4 separate regions of the Mus musculus genome follow, and all the other regions are linked to region 1. Evidence: chromatin contacts called from public HiChIP or PLAC-seq and promoter capture Hi-C data. All regions are on one chromosome and are shown on one strand. The core of a region is the stretch at or near the end of the contact, and the rest is flanking DNA. Distances in the headings are between cores, read along the strand shown. Region 1 holds the start of Apeh (acylpeptide hydrolase). Region 2 holds the start of Lamb2 (laminin, beta 2). Region 3 overlaps Usp4 (ubiquitin specific peptidase 4 (proto-oncogene)). Region 4 holds the start of Klhdc8b (kelch domain containing 8B).

The links. Promoter capture Hi-C pulls out the DNA fragments that hold promoters and counts their contacts. HiChIP or PLAC-seq counts read pairs in DNA pulled down with a chosen protein or histone mark.
Region 2: a promoter capture Hi-C map of hippocampal neurons shows a contact between it and region 1, with 4 times the contacts expected there. The contact joins the promoter of Lamb2 here to the promoter of Apeh in region 1. A contact is called at or near these places in 13 of 39 promoter capture datasets (the 3T3-L1 cell line, the C10 cell line, the HPC-7 cell line and 7 more), 2 of 484 Hi-C or Micro-C datasets (the G1E-ER4 cell line and large pre-B cells), 8 of 115 datasets of contacts at active chromatin or transcription factors (bone marrow-derived macrophages, effector CD8 T cells, embryonic stem cells and 1 more) and 5 of 9 other capture datasets (adipose tissue, embryonic stem cells, liver and 2 more).
Region 3: an H3K4me3 HiChIP or PLAC-seq map of bone marrow-derived macrophages shows a contact between it and region 1, with 2.4 times the contacts expected there. The contact joins the enhancer-like site here to the promoter of Apeh in region 1. A contact is called at or near these places in 2 of 39 promoter capture datasets (cranial neural crest and pre-B cells), 1 of 484 Hi-C or Micro-C datasets (erythroblasts), 2 of 115 datasets of contacts at active chromatin or transcription factors (bone marrow-derived macrophages and embryonic stem cells) and 3 of 9 other capture datasets (embryonic stem cells, liver and pancreatic islet).
Region 4: a contact with region 1 is called in a promoter capture Hi-C map of liver, with 9 times the contacts expected there. The contact joins the promoter of Klhdc8b here to the promoter of Apeh in region 1. A contact is called at or near these places in 21 of 39 promoter capture datasets (the 3T3-L1 cell line, 3T3-L1-derived adipocytes, the C10 cell line and 12 more), 3 of 484 Hi-C or Micro-C datasets (the G1E-ER4 cell line, the N1E-115 cell line and large pre-B cells), 10 of 115 datasets of contacts at active chromatin or transcription factors (the SCID.adh cell line, bone marrow-derived macrophages, effector CD8 T cells and 4 more) and 5 of 9 other capture datasets (adipose tissue, embryonic stem cells, liver and 2 more).

What each region holds. Positions count from the first base shown.
Region 1 is chr9:108,092,631-108,095,928 of GRCm38.p6, forward strand. It overlaps Apeh (acylpeptide hydrolase), which reads right to left and starts at 1,850. Exons shown (of 22, transcript NM_146226.2): 1 at 1,805-1,850; 2 at 1,597-1,729; 3 at 992-1,118; 4 at 351-444; 5 at 177-252; 6 at 1-87. The coding sequence starts at 1,816.
Region 2 is chr9:108,478,501-108,481,526 of GRCm38.p6, forward strand. It overlaps Lamb2 (laminin, beta 2), which reads left to right and starts at 1,362. Exons shown (of 33, transcript NM_008483.3): 1 at 1,362-1,474; 2 at 1,558-1,643; 3 at 1,778-1,950; 4 at 2,038-2,173; 5 at 2,256-2,329; 6 at 2,734-2,922; 7 at 3,004-3,026. The coding sequence starts at 1,559.
Region 3 is chr9:108,360,420-108,363,577 of GRCm38.p6, forward strand. Usp4 (ubiquitin specific peptidase 4 (proto-oncogene)) reads left to right here. Exons shown (of 22, transcript NM_011678.2): 5 at 2,142-2,287; 6 at 2,418-2,479. Among named protein-coding and RNA genes, the nearest start is that of Usp4, 14 kb to the left of the region's middle. Within about 2 kb of position 1,417, at least 6 of the 459 cell types and tissues checked have an H3K27ac peak or open chromatin away from gene starts, as enhancers often do. A contact at or near this core is called in bone marrow-derived macrophages, where this site is marked.
Region 4 is chr9:108,451,109-108,454,230 of GRCm38.p6, forward strand. It overlaps Klhdc8b (kelch domain containing 8B), which reads right to left and starts at 1,693. Exons shown (of 6, transcript NM_001359428.1): 1 at 1,209-1,693; 2 at 1-283. The coding sequence starts at 143. It also overlaps a transcript of Ccdc71 not described here.

The DNA.
Region 1 (3,298 bases), core at 600-3,099:
AGAAGGACTCAGCTTTGGGACGCTTCTTCTCCGCCACATACAACAAGTGCGTCTCTGAGTGTGACCAGGAGAGGCAGCCAAAGCAGTCTGCATGCAGGGAGGGACGGTTAGGGGGAGCCCAATGCTATAGCTGCCCCTTCTGCCCACCCCTCCTGCTTACCAGCCAGGCGCCTCACCATCTTCATACACAGGCCCATGCTTCTCCAGTGCAGACAGGTTGAAACTCTTGAGCTTGCGGTTCTTCTCCCAGACCTGAAGATACCTGGGCATCAGGCTGCTTGCCCCTCCACAGGGCTTCACTTGTGGCACTAAGTGACCGGCTGGCTGCCACCTCATCCTTGCAAACTCACCTCCAAGAACTGTTTTTCCTCTCCCGAGACTGCACCTCCAGCCTTGCGCAGCACTGCTTTCATGGTGCCTGAAGGAGACTCTCTGCTCAGCAGCCTGAGAACAGGGGTTGCAGGTCAGGAAGGTGCCAAGTCGTCCCCCCCAACAGCCTTGTGCTGGCCCCCTTACTGGTCACAACCTCTTAGCTGAGTCTCTGTCTCTGTCTGTCTGTCTGTCTCTCTCTCCTTTCTTTATAAGCCCTTTTAGGTCTGGCGTTATAAAATCAGAATTGGCCGCACAGGAGGCTATCTCCCAGCTAACTGGGACTCTGAAATCATACCAGCCCATGAAGCACTCCCAGCCTCAAGCTGGCTGGCCTTTTTTCTCTTCCTTAGGTTACTGACTCGACTGTCTCCAGAGTCCTAGGGACCTAGGCCCTAGTTTAGAAGAAGCTCCTAGTATTTATCAGGCCATGTCTCCAGAGACCAGACAAGCTCTCAGGGGTCAGGCACCTTGCTCTTTGCTCCCCTGAAGCCACCCAAAGTTGTCCCTGAAGGGGATAGGCACAGAGCACAACACCCTAAGGACACATGGCGACATTTATGAAAGGCTAGCAAGGCAGGTGGCTGCGGTCTTGTCTACAGACTGCTCCTGTCACACTTACTCCCCCCGGGTTTCCACACTGTTGCCCGCAGGCCCGGCAAACACCACCGAGTCTCCATCATGGAACACTAGGTACTGGCGGCAGAATCGGATGTTCTCCATTCGATCCAAGTCCCTCTGAGTCCACTCTGCAAGGGAGGCAGGGGGCTGCTCAACTTGTCTGGGCCAGTTTGGACCACTGCCCACCAATCAAGGCCTATCTTTCCCAGTCTGTCTCCGGACAGCCTGAGTATAGCCTGGACAACACTTCACTTAATATAACCTAAGCCTAGGCTCCCAGAGCCTGAGCTGACGGTCAGAGAGAACCCACTACCAACCACAGAATTTTAAGGGCAACATAGCTGTTGTTGGGTTGTAGAATGTAAGGGCCGGAGAGTCCTGCGAGGCCCACACCTTGCACTCAGGTCTGAATTTTACTCCCACACCTTCAACTCATTTACGGAATTATTTATCAGTAAGGCTAGTGCAGCCCCCAAAACACCTGTGCGCAGGAACTACAGTTGGGTTTCCTCCCCAAACCCGTGTCAAGCAGCGTGCCCTCCACAGTCCCCATCTCTCCACCTGGATGCACGGCCCGTCGCCACCCAGTTCCCTCGGTCTACACACCAGTGTGCACAGTCCGATAGAGGCCCCCATACTGCGTGGTGACCTCCGGGCCCAGGCAGGCGGCGCTCAGCGAAGGCTGGCGGCTAAGGCCCCGGTACAGCGCTGCCGCCTCCTGGGGCTCACTCAGCAGCACCTGCGCAGGGGACACACCAGGGTCAGGCTCAGCCCGGGCTACGGAGGCCACGGGGGCCACGGGCCGAGCCCTCACCTGACGCTCCATAGTCGGTCTTTCGGTAGCAGCTAAGTCCCGGAAGTGAAGCTCCGGGGGCGGGGCCTAAGGCGGTCCCCAGTTTCCGCTACACTCAGTGGCGACCTGGGACCCGCAGGGCCCTGTATAAGCTCCGGCCAGTCGGCAGGGGGCGGGGCCTGGATAGTAAGAAGGCGGGGCCTACGAAGGAGCCGCCCGGAGGGGAGGAGCGGGAAACAAAAATTCAGTCGAAGACTAGGCAAGTGGGAGGCAGAATCAGGGAGTCGAGTCCTGGGATTTTTAGAGAGGGGAGGCTCCGAGGAGTGAGGGCGGACGTATAGCAGCAGAATACAGAGCCGGTGTTCAGAGACAGGGCAGGTCTGGGAGGAGTGAAGGAAGTAGGATTGGACTCCAGCCGACTGTGAGCTGAAAGCTGCGGGATCAGAGAGAAAGCCCTGAGCGTTCGAAGGGTGGGGCTTCGGAGGAACACTAATGATCCTTAAGGATGAGGGGGCGGGGGCGGGGGCGGGGACGGGTGGGAACCGAATACAGAGACTAGCGGGTCTGTGAAAGCGGAATGTTGCGGGGCGCCTCAGTCGCAGGGATCTCTTTCAGCGCTCTCCCCATCTACTGCAAGCCAGGCGATTAGGAGTGGGAAACTTAGGTTCCCGGGTGGAGCCCTGGGGCGCCGGGCAAAGGGCGGTGCTGAACTCTCTGGGTGCTACCCTGGCTTATCAATCACCAGACTTGCCCCTAAAGCTATCTGTTGCCACAGCCTTAACCCGCCCTTCTCAGAAGCTCCTTGCTGCGGATCGTGAGCCGACTGGGTCTCAACCTACTCCAAGGGCCGATGTGGAGGGTCAGACTTCACCTAAGAGCAGCGAGCGTGCTGTGGAAAGAAGAGCCTAGGCAGACAGTCTCCTGCACACGACACAGGACTAGGTTGACTTAGGTGACAGCAGAGAGCAAGAGTGGTTGGGCAACAGTAGGTATCTCCCCCTCCTCCATATAGCTTGAGAGTGGCTGGTCTTTTAGACCAGCTATGGGCCCCCTTGAATGAGTGCTTTCTTTCTTACTTGAGGCAAAATTGATACTCTTTAATCTCTGTTTCTTATTTTCTAGTGCTGCTTAACTTATATTTGTTTAGTTTCTCTACGTAGTTCTGGCCTCAAACTCACAGAGACCCACCTATCTCTGTCTCCCAAGAGCTGGGATTAAATGTGTGGGCTATGATATCCAGCTTGAACTATTCTTGACTATACTAAGGATTAAAGTCTCAGCCATGGGGGACTGGGGGGGGGGGGGGAGTTTCGAACAAGGTAGGCAGATGTAAAGCTTGTTTGATAGCACCAGGGGGCAGCACTTGCCCATCTAGCTCCTGGGAACCAGGATCCTGAAAACTGTCTGGTGGCTTAGGACAAGCCTTTGCACCTTCCTGGAGGGTCATGTTTGAATGGCTTGGTGTTGACTCCGCCTCAATTGTGCCAACATTTCTGAAATTTTGCTCTTTCTCAT
Region 2 (3,026 bases), core at 112-2,611, 390 kb after region 1:
ACCCTGTCTCGAAATAAATAAATAAATAAATAAATAAATAACCCTGTCTCTAAATAAATAAATAAATAAATATGACTCTATGATGTCCCTCATTGGCCGTCTAACCTTGAGACTAGAACTATCATGTAACTCCCTCTAATGCCCTTAGCCCCATCCTGCCCCTTTATCGAGTGATCTAAAATTCTGACCTATCACCTCTAGCATACCAGAGCTTCCCTAGATTGCTCACAGGACTCCTCTAGGTGACAGGAGAGTCTACTCTAGTGACAGGGAAAATCAGCGGATTGACTGCCCCGCCCCCATCCTCCTTTGTGAGGCGGAAAGTTTCCTCTGAACTTTCAGCTTTCCCACAGGCGCCTGCAGCTTCCAGTAATCTTTGCTTGATCTCCAGCAGTCTGTTCATAGCGGTGGCACTCAAAGCAAGCCGTACGGACCTGAACCCACCCTCTTCCCGCCTGAAGTCCCAGGGGTCTGGGTGGGGCGCGCGCCTAGTGGGTGCGCGCATTCCAACCCTCCGCTCCCGGGCTGCCAGGCGACTGGAAAGTCCGGCGTGGATAAATAGTCACAAGATTCGGATTCACTTGTTGCTGGTGGTCCAGAGTCTGTCACCCAGAACCCATCCTCTGGGTAACTGAGTAGCCACAGCCCATTTTAATCAGGAAACAGGCAACCTTTCTCGCAACCCATTTGCTGGAGTGCTTATGGACGGTCGAGTTCCTCGGAGTTCTGTTTCAGGCAGTAGTGCGTGGCCTTTCCAGTATCTCCGAGAGCTCAGTCCTAGTCTATCCTTTGGGGCGTCCTAAACCTTTCCACAGGTACAATAGAATTCTAGCTTGCACCTTTCCCATCCATCTCCCGACTGATGCTGTAACCCTGGGAGCCCCGCGGCTGATTTGTGGTTTCCATAGTGACACCAGGACAAAGGCCATAAGCTCCTTCCATCTGCCTTCCTGATACACAAAGATCACAAACCTCTCGATTTACCTCTGCCACCCGCCAACTCCACGAGCCCTCTTCCTGTCCCCTGAATGCCATGCTTGCCAGCAACCCCTGGTTCACATCGGGACTTAAGGGATCCGATGAAGATATGTGGACCAGGATGCTCTGTCTTTGAGCAGCCTACTCTAATTTCTTTTTGGATGCTCCCTTTTAGTTCCTCGAACTAAGCTGCTTCTTTGCTAAGTACACATCTGCTAAATAAACTTCAGCTTAAAAAGAAAGTGGATGAAGTAACCAAAGTCTGGTTCTTAGGATGAGGGTTGTCTGCAGCGGGCAGGGGTATGGTAGGGGGTGGGGTGCTATCCTCAGTTATAATCCTATTTTAGATCCACTCCGTGTTTTACTTCCTTCCCTTGCTTTCCAACTTTACTCAAAGTCGTCAGAGTCTCTCAGATTGTGGAGGAGTGACTGCTAGGTCCGACCCTGGACAGATTGAGGGCCTGGAGGGACACCAGCCCAGTACCCACACGGTCGGGTCAGCATCAGCCCCAAGGGAGGTGGTGGGCTTTCGTCTGTGGACTCTTTATCTCTCTTTATCTCTATTTTACTTTTCTTCAGGATGGAGTGGGCCTCAGGAGAACCAGGGAGGGGCAGGCAGGGACAGCCTTTGCCATGGGAACTTCGCTTGGGCCTACTTCTAAGTGGTGAGGGGGCCTGGTGAGGCCTAAGGTTGTGGGATGTGATGGTAGGTCCAGGGGTGGCAGGCTGTTCCCAGGGGCCCAAGGGATGGGGCTAGTCACCAGGAGTCCTGCTGAGCTGATTGACCCACTGTCCTCAGTGCTGGCTGCCACATTGGCCCAGGCCCCGTCCTTGGATGTACCTGGCTGTTCTCGAGGAAGCTGCTATCCAGCCACCGGTGACCTGTTGGTGGGCCGTGCGGACAGACTGACGGCCTCATCCACGTGTGGCTTGCATAGCCCTCAACCCTACTGTATTGTCAGTCACCTGCAGGTGCTTCTGGGGCCCCAGAGGAGAGGGCTGGGTCAGGGTGGGGTCGGCCCCAGCTAAGGTACCTATCCTACACTCCACCCAATCCAGGACGAAAAGAAGTGTTTCCTGTGTGACTCCCGACGTCCCTTCTCTGCTCGAGACAACCCAAATAGTCATCGGATCCAGAATGTAGTCACCAGCTTTGCGCCACAACGCCGGACAGCCTGGTGGCAATCGGAGAACGGTGAGCCCCTGAGTAGGTCATCAGGATGACTAGGGCTTGTAACCAGTAACCGCAGAACCTTGACCCCCTATTCCTGCTGCAGGGGTTCCAATGGTCACCATCCAACTGGACCTGGAAGCTGAGTTTCATTTCACCCACCTCATTATGACGTTCAAGGTGCCTGCGCGTCAGCGAACCCGCCTGATTTTGCTTTGCTTCTCAGTACCCCCTAACAGAGTCCTAGCTCTACAACGAAGCTTCCCTGAGCTCCTGTGTTGTGCTCTATGTGTGAAGCATGGTCACGTCCTGCATGGCTTCCATAGTTGAACACCTCTGCACATGCTCTCTTGTGCCCCATTCCTAGGCTAAGTCAGATACAGTCTCTCTGGGTCTCGTGGTATTTTAACCTGCCTGTCAGAGGTGGCTGTCCTCCCTGGTCTGATCATGGTCTGGCTTTCCTAGTCTTTCCCATGTGTCTGAGATGCTCAGCAGTGATCATGACTAAGCAGAGCTCTCCGTAACCTAGGCTGGACTGAAGTCCTGGTTCCTGCTAGTCAGACATGTCCTCCTTCCCCATCCAGACGTTCCGGCCTGCTGCTATGCTGGTGGAGCGTTCTGCAGACTTTGGCCGCACCTGGCACGTGTACCGATATTTTTCCTATGACTGCGGGGCTGACTTCCCGGGAATCCCACTGGCCCCGCCACGTCGCTGGGATGATGTAGTGTGTGAGTCCCGCTACTCAGAAATCGAGCCGTCTACGGAAGGCGAGGTAAGGGCTGGGACCCAGCTAGTGGGGTCTGTGATGGACGTGAAGCGAGGTTCATTATCTGTGGACTTCTTGCCCTGCTAGGTCATCTATCGTGTGCTGGACCC
Region 3 (3,158 bases), core at 167-2,666, 270 kb after region 1:
CAAAATGGCCAGCAAAGTAGCTCAAGCAGGCCTGAACTCTGTATAAAGTCATGCATAACCTTGTATTCCTGATCTCCCTGTCTCCACCTCCTAAGTGCCTGGTTTATATGATCCTAGGGATCGCACTCATGGTCTCAGAACAAAAACCAAACAAAACCAATAAAAGCCTTTACTACTTGAATTGGGCATGGTGTCTAACACCTGTAATCCCAGCACTTGGAGTGCAGAGGCATGAGGATCTGCCAAGAGTTTAAGGCCAGTGTGAGAGCCTATTTCAAAGAGGAAAAAAAGGAAAGGCTAGGAAGATGGTTTAACAGGTAAGGGCCCGCTGTTCGGGCATGAGGAATTGAGTTCAGATCCCTACCATATAGGAAATCCAGGTGTGGTATGTATCTTAAACCTTAGTACTGGGGAACGTGAGACAAGCAGGTAGATTCCTGAAGCTCATTGGTCACCACTCCCAGGTAAATCAATGAACTTTTAGATTCACAGAGAGATCCTGTCTCAGAAAATAAAAGATGGGAAGGGATGGAAAGATACCTAAATATGGCCTCTGGTCCCCACAATGACACCCACCCACACACATGCTTATGCATATACCAGCACTAACAAATCACATACCATACACAGAAGACATAACAGTGGCTGGAGAGATGGTTCAGTGATTAAGAGCACTGGTTATTCTTCCAGAGGAGTTAGACTGAATTTGTAGTATCTACGTGGCAGTTTACAATTGCCTTAGTTACTGTTTAATTCCTGTGAAGAGACACCAAGACCAAGGCAACACTTATAAAAGAAAACATTTCATTGGGGGCTTGCTTACAGTTTTAGAGGATTAGTCCCTGAGCGAGCGTCATGGCAGGAAACACACTGGCGTGGTGCTGCAACAGTATTTTCATACTGATCTGCAGGCTTTCCATACTGACCTCGGAGAGGAGGAGAGAGCATGAGCAGCACAAGGCCTAGTGAGGGCTTTCGAAGCCTCCCAGGGATCCCCTTCTCCAACAGGCCACACTTCCTAATCCTTCCAAACGGTTCCTCTACCTGGGAGCCACACATTCAAAGACATGAACCTATGGGGGCCATTGTCATTCAAACCACCACACTCTCTTTAACTCCAGTCCCATGGACCCACAGCCTCTGGCCTCTTGAGGGTATCAAACACATTTAGTGTACAAACATACATACAGTCAAAAACGCATTTATACATATAAAAATTAATTAAAAAAAAGAAACCCTAACAATCTCAGGGGAGAATGGCTGATTCTGTTTGGGTTGGTTGTTGTTTTGGGGAGCTGGGGGTCAATCTCAGGACCTTTCACTCATGCTGAGCAAGGGCTCTACACTAAACCACATCCTCTGTCCACTCTGCCTAGCACCCACTTTCTTTGAGATGAAGCCTTGCTGTGTAGCTCAGATGACCTCAAACTCATGATCCTGTGCATCATCAAATCCATTGCTAAACCATGGGCTGGGCTGTATGTATCCTGGCTCCGAGGTCACTTTTTCTTCCTTAAAACTTTATTACATCACTCCCCTTCTCTCTCCTTACTCCACCCCTCCCCTGCTCTCTCAGATCTCTCCTGTGGCCTCGCCCACTCCATCTAAAATTGGTGAAATAAACTCAGAAGGTTGTGTGTGTGTGTGTGTGTTTGTCTAACAGTAATGATCATAGAACAAGCTTCTCTTCTTGTTTGTTTTCTGAGACAGAAAGTTGTGTGCCACCACGACCTAGCTTCCAGTTTTCTAACTTTTATGTTACTTTTCTTTCTTTATCTTTTCATCTTTCTTCTTCCCTTCCTCTTTTTTTTTTTGTTTGTTTTTTTGAGTCAGGGTTTCTCTGTGTAGCCCTGGCTGTCCTGGAACTCACTCTGTAGACCAGGTTGGCCTAGAACTCAGAAATCTGCCTGCCTCTGCCTCCCAAGTGCTGGGATTAAAGGTGAGCACCACCACTACCCAGCTTGCCTTAACATGAGTTTTTCCTGACCTGATGACAAACAGAGCCAGCTGTAGTGGCGCATGCCTGTGTGGCAGTAGAAGGAGGGGGAGTTCAAGGCCACCCTCTGGTATTAGTGAATTCTAGGGTTTCTTTAACTTTATTTCTGGAGACAATCCTGAGTGATGTTTTTGCCTGTTCTTAGCAACTATTGAGAAGGAGATGAGGAAGCTCTTCAACATCCCTGCAGAACGTGAAACACGGCTTTGGAACAAATACATGAGCAACACCTATGAGCAGTTGAGCAAGCTAGACAACACTATCCAGGATGCTGGGCTGTACCAGGGTCAGGTAAGCGGGCCCAACCCATGCCCAGACAGGCAACTCTGACTGGGGTGTGTGTCATGAAGGCTTCTGGCAGTAAGCATGTCAGCAGTAGGGTTTGTTGCATTGTGCTCATCTGGTTTCCCCTTTCACTCAGGTGCTAGTAATTGAGCCCCAAAATGAAGATGGCACATGGCCCCGGCAGAGCCTGCAGTCAAAGTAAGTGAGTCTTCTCCCCCATGTACCTGGCTCATAGGTGCAGAGGAAGGGAAGAGGGAAGGCTTGTTCTGAAGTAGGTGGAAAGCCGGTTTCTCATTCCAAAGCCCCAGTTTTTAAGCAGCCTGCTTGACATTCATGCACGAAATAGCTGTCGGGATTCCGTCAGGACAAGAGATGGGGAGGGATCTGATATTGTGGCTCTGTGTGTGTGTGTGTGTGTGTGTGTGTGTGTGTGTGTGTTAAGCTCCTTTATTTTTCTACTTGTAGTTTAGAGGCTTTGAGAAAGGAAGGAGGATTAGGGTGAGGTCTTGGACGACGTAAGGGTGATAGCTTGCTCCTACTCGACTTTTCTGTGGCCTCTTACAGATTACAGCTCAGCTACTAAATTTGGATTCCAAGCACAGTTATGCCAGGAGATATTCATGTGGCTTGTGGAATTGTGCACCTTGCAGTAGAAAGTGATGGCTTTTCTCTAGGATGTAGTGCAGGGAAATAACATGAGTGTTTCCTGACCTGATGACAAACAGAGCCAGCTGTAGTGGCGCATACCTGTGTGGCAGGTAGAAGGAGGGGAGTTCAAGGCCACCCTCTGGTACTTAGTGAATTCTAGGCTAGCCTGATATATAGGAGACCATATCTACAAAACAAACAAACAAAAGCAAACCTGTGGCTGGGATGA
Region 4 (3,122 bases), core at 443-2,942, 360 kb after region 1:
GTATCCAGAGGTAACCCAGCCCGGCCACAGCCCCCCAACACCAGCAGGTGTCCGTCCTGGTGTGCCACTGTACCATATACCCGGCAAGTCGGCATTGGGGGGAACACCTGCCAAGCAAAGGCCCGACCACCTCCTGCAGCCATGGTACTCGCTCACTGCCCGTGGTAGGCCATAGTATCTGCTCAGGCTGTGGGCCTCACTGGGGGGACATGATAAGGCCTCATCTTGATTCTGTCAGGGCTGGATGGGTGTGTCTGCCCAGTCCAAGGGATCTTGCCTTGACCTGGAGGGGAGGCAGAAAACAAAGGGTCAGGGCCACTGTCAAGAAACAGATGAACAACATGTAGCTGAAGGCAGGCCAGGCCCAAAACCACTCGTGCAGAAAGACCCACACCTTTGACTAACACTCTACTGGTGAAGGTCCTTCTATAGTGGGAAGAATAGATTCCAGGTACCCAGAAGGCGTTCTCGGTTCTTGTGGGAACATGAGGGATTCTTCCCTCCCCAACCTTAAGAACTAGCAAATAGTAACTTGATCAATTTAGAGTGGAAGGGAAGATAGAGCCCAAATCTCCATCCTAGCGTGCTTCCTGTCCCAACAAGTCTTATCTCAGTGCTCCAAGAGAGTTCTGCATCCTCTACACACTGGCATCTAGTGTGCCTTCAACAACCTGGGTCCAGCCATCAGGGTCCCTCATCCTGTAGTCCTTACAAGAAGGATCTTCTACAAGGTATAACCATTTATATCAGCAAAAGGCCAGTCTCATATGCGAGACCCAAAGGGGCTAGACTCCAGGATTCCACACTCCCTTTGAAGTCCATCCTTTATGGGTGTGGCGATGCCAGCAGATTCCCTGCTGAGGAGGTTTTAAAAGGCTGGTGTAGAGAATCTCTTGAGCACAGGATTAGAAGGTCCCTGAGTCCAGGGCTTTTCCTGTAGGAATAAACGGCTGGATTCCTGACACCCCCCACCCAAGAGCACATTCCTTAGCCTCCCCTTTTGCTGTGTGTGTATCTCTCTGTGTCTATGTCTCTATGTGTATGCTGGGGGTCTCCACTCTCAGTCCCGGGATTTAACAGGGACGGCCTCCTGGCCCCAAACTTCCAACTCAAAGGAGAGTGGGGGGCGGGTCTGGCTAGTGGGTTTAATTAAGGTTCTATCCTTCATGCCCCAAACTTCCCCTGCGCGAGGTTCCCGCGGGACTCACCTGCTGGATCTCAAATGTCGCCAGGGCACGGGGTCCGCTGTTCCGCCTCCGCCTCCGCTGGCTCCGGCTAGGGCTGAAGCTGGGCTCTGGTGGGGCTCCCGCACCGCTCCGGCGTGGGGCGGGGCTGGACCGGGTCCGCCCCTCGCTCCCCCCTCCCCAGATTCGGGGAAACCTCCTCCCGCCTTAACTCTGCACATGCCACGGCAGGAGTAGGGCGCACCGACCCACGGTCACCCAAAATGAACAGACAGGCATATGGACATCCGGCCGGCCAGGATTTAGGGCTCTACCTGGGGCGATGATAGAAATGAGGCAGCGGCGAGCAACACAACACCGGTATGGTGGGATCGGAGGCGGGTGTCGTTGTGAGTCGGATCCACTCTGGGTACAATCAGCCAGGGGCTAGCCAGTGGAACCTGGGGCCTTTAGGGGTCGGAGTCCGCCCATCACAACTGAGCTTGGAGGTGCCAAACCACAAGCTTCCCAGCGGCGCCCCCTAGAGGCCACTAGGGCTGTAGCCTGGGCCTCTGGTTGGGGAGCCCAGCCGAGCTGTCCTAACCATGACACAAAGCAGGACACAGAAAAGATCCCTTAGTGTATATGGAGACTAGCAGCTTGTAGGGTGGAGGGGCAGACTGTACTAGCCTTGGGGCCTATCTAGACCTTCTTTATAGAAAAGTAGGTTATTTTTGCTTCGATCCGAGCAGTGGATGTGCACAATCAGCCAGATGCCAGGAGTCTCTCTGCCTAATGCTACTCTGGGGCTACTACTCAGAGGTTGGGTGACTGTTCATCTTCAGGGTACAGAGCTCATCTCTAGCCAACTCCGTGGTCATGTGATAGCAAACTGGTGTGACAAAGACTCCCCTGGAGTGAGAATTCTGAAATTTTGATTTCTTTTAACATCAGAGAAATCGTATAGGAATATGTTTTTGTTTTAATGCCAGGTGTGGAGATACGGGGCTGCTTCCCAGCAGCTGACTACGATTTGCCTGTGTTCTAGCAAAAGCAGGGTTTTGCCAGCTGCACATAGTTTCTGTGATTGTGTTATGTTTGGAATTCTGGGTACTTCTCAGAGGATATAAGTTTGAGAGCCCTGGGGGGTGGATGGGTGGTTGTTGGCCATCAGTGGGGAGGGGACTAGTTGCAGTTTGTTAGTTGTCAAAAGAAATTAGATTCAAGGACCTCTATTTATCTCTCCCCTCTATCCTTCTTTCTCTCCTATCTAGTGATAGGGGTTGAAACTGGGGGATGAAGGGTGGGAAAAAAACCCACAAAGTAGCAAAGACCAGCTGCATCCACCTACCTCTGATTCACACTTTGGCTCAGCCTATCTTGTGAGCATTCTGATCAGCCGAAGCTTCCAGTTGGAAAGCTTGTGTGAACAGCTCCTGCACTTGTCTGTGTCTGCTCATTGATTCCGACCCTTTTGTGTACAGTGTTTAGCTTAATTTTCCCAACGCAGATCTTGAGGCAGTGACACAAGTGTGTGTGGTTAGTGTAGGAGGTGAAGCCAGGAAGCACCCGCAGAGAAGTAGCAAGAAGACCAAGGAAAGCAGCCAATAAAGGAGGTACCATCAGTTACCACCGTGGGTAACTGCAACCTGGGGATTCTGGGAGGTGACTAGAAACATGGGTCTTATATTGTTACTGCTCCCAAGAACAAGGGGACCTAAGAAACCCACCTTCACATCCCCAGGGATCATACAGTACTAATGCCTTTGCATGCCCAAAATTCTGACTGTCCAAAATGTGGATGAACCCTTCTTTATGACTAAATAGAGCCTATAGCTCTCTCAGTGGTTGTCAGTTTGAAGTGAAGGGCATGTCTAGAAATGATGGCGCAAAGACTGGCCTCAAACTGCACAGACTCTAAAGGGCCCTTCTCTACCACTCAGTGCCAAGTCTCCCATC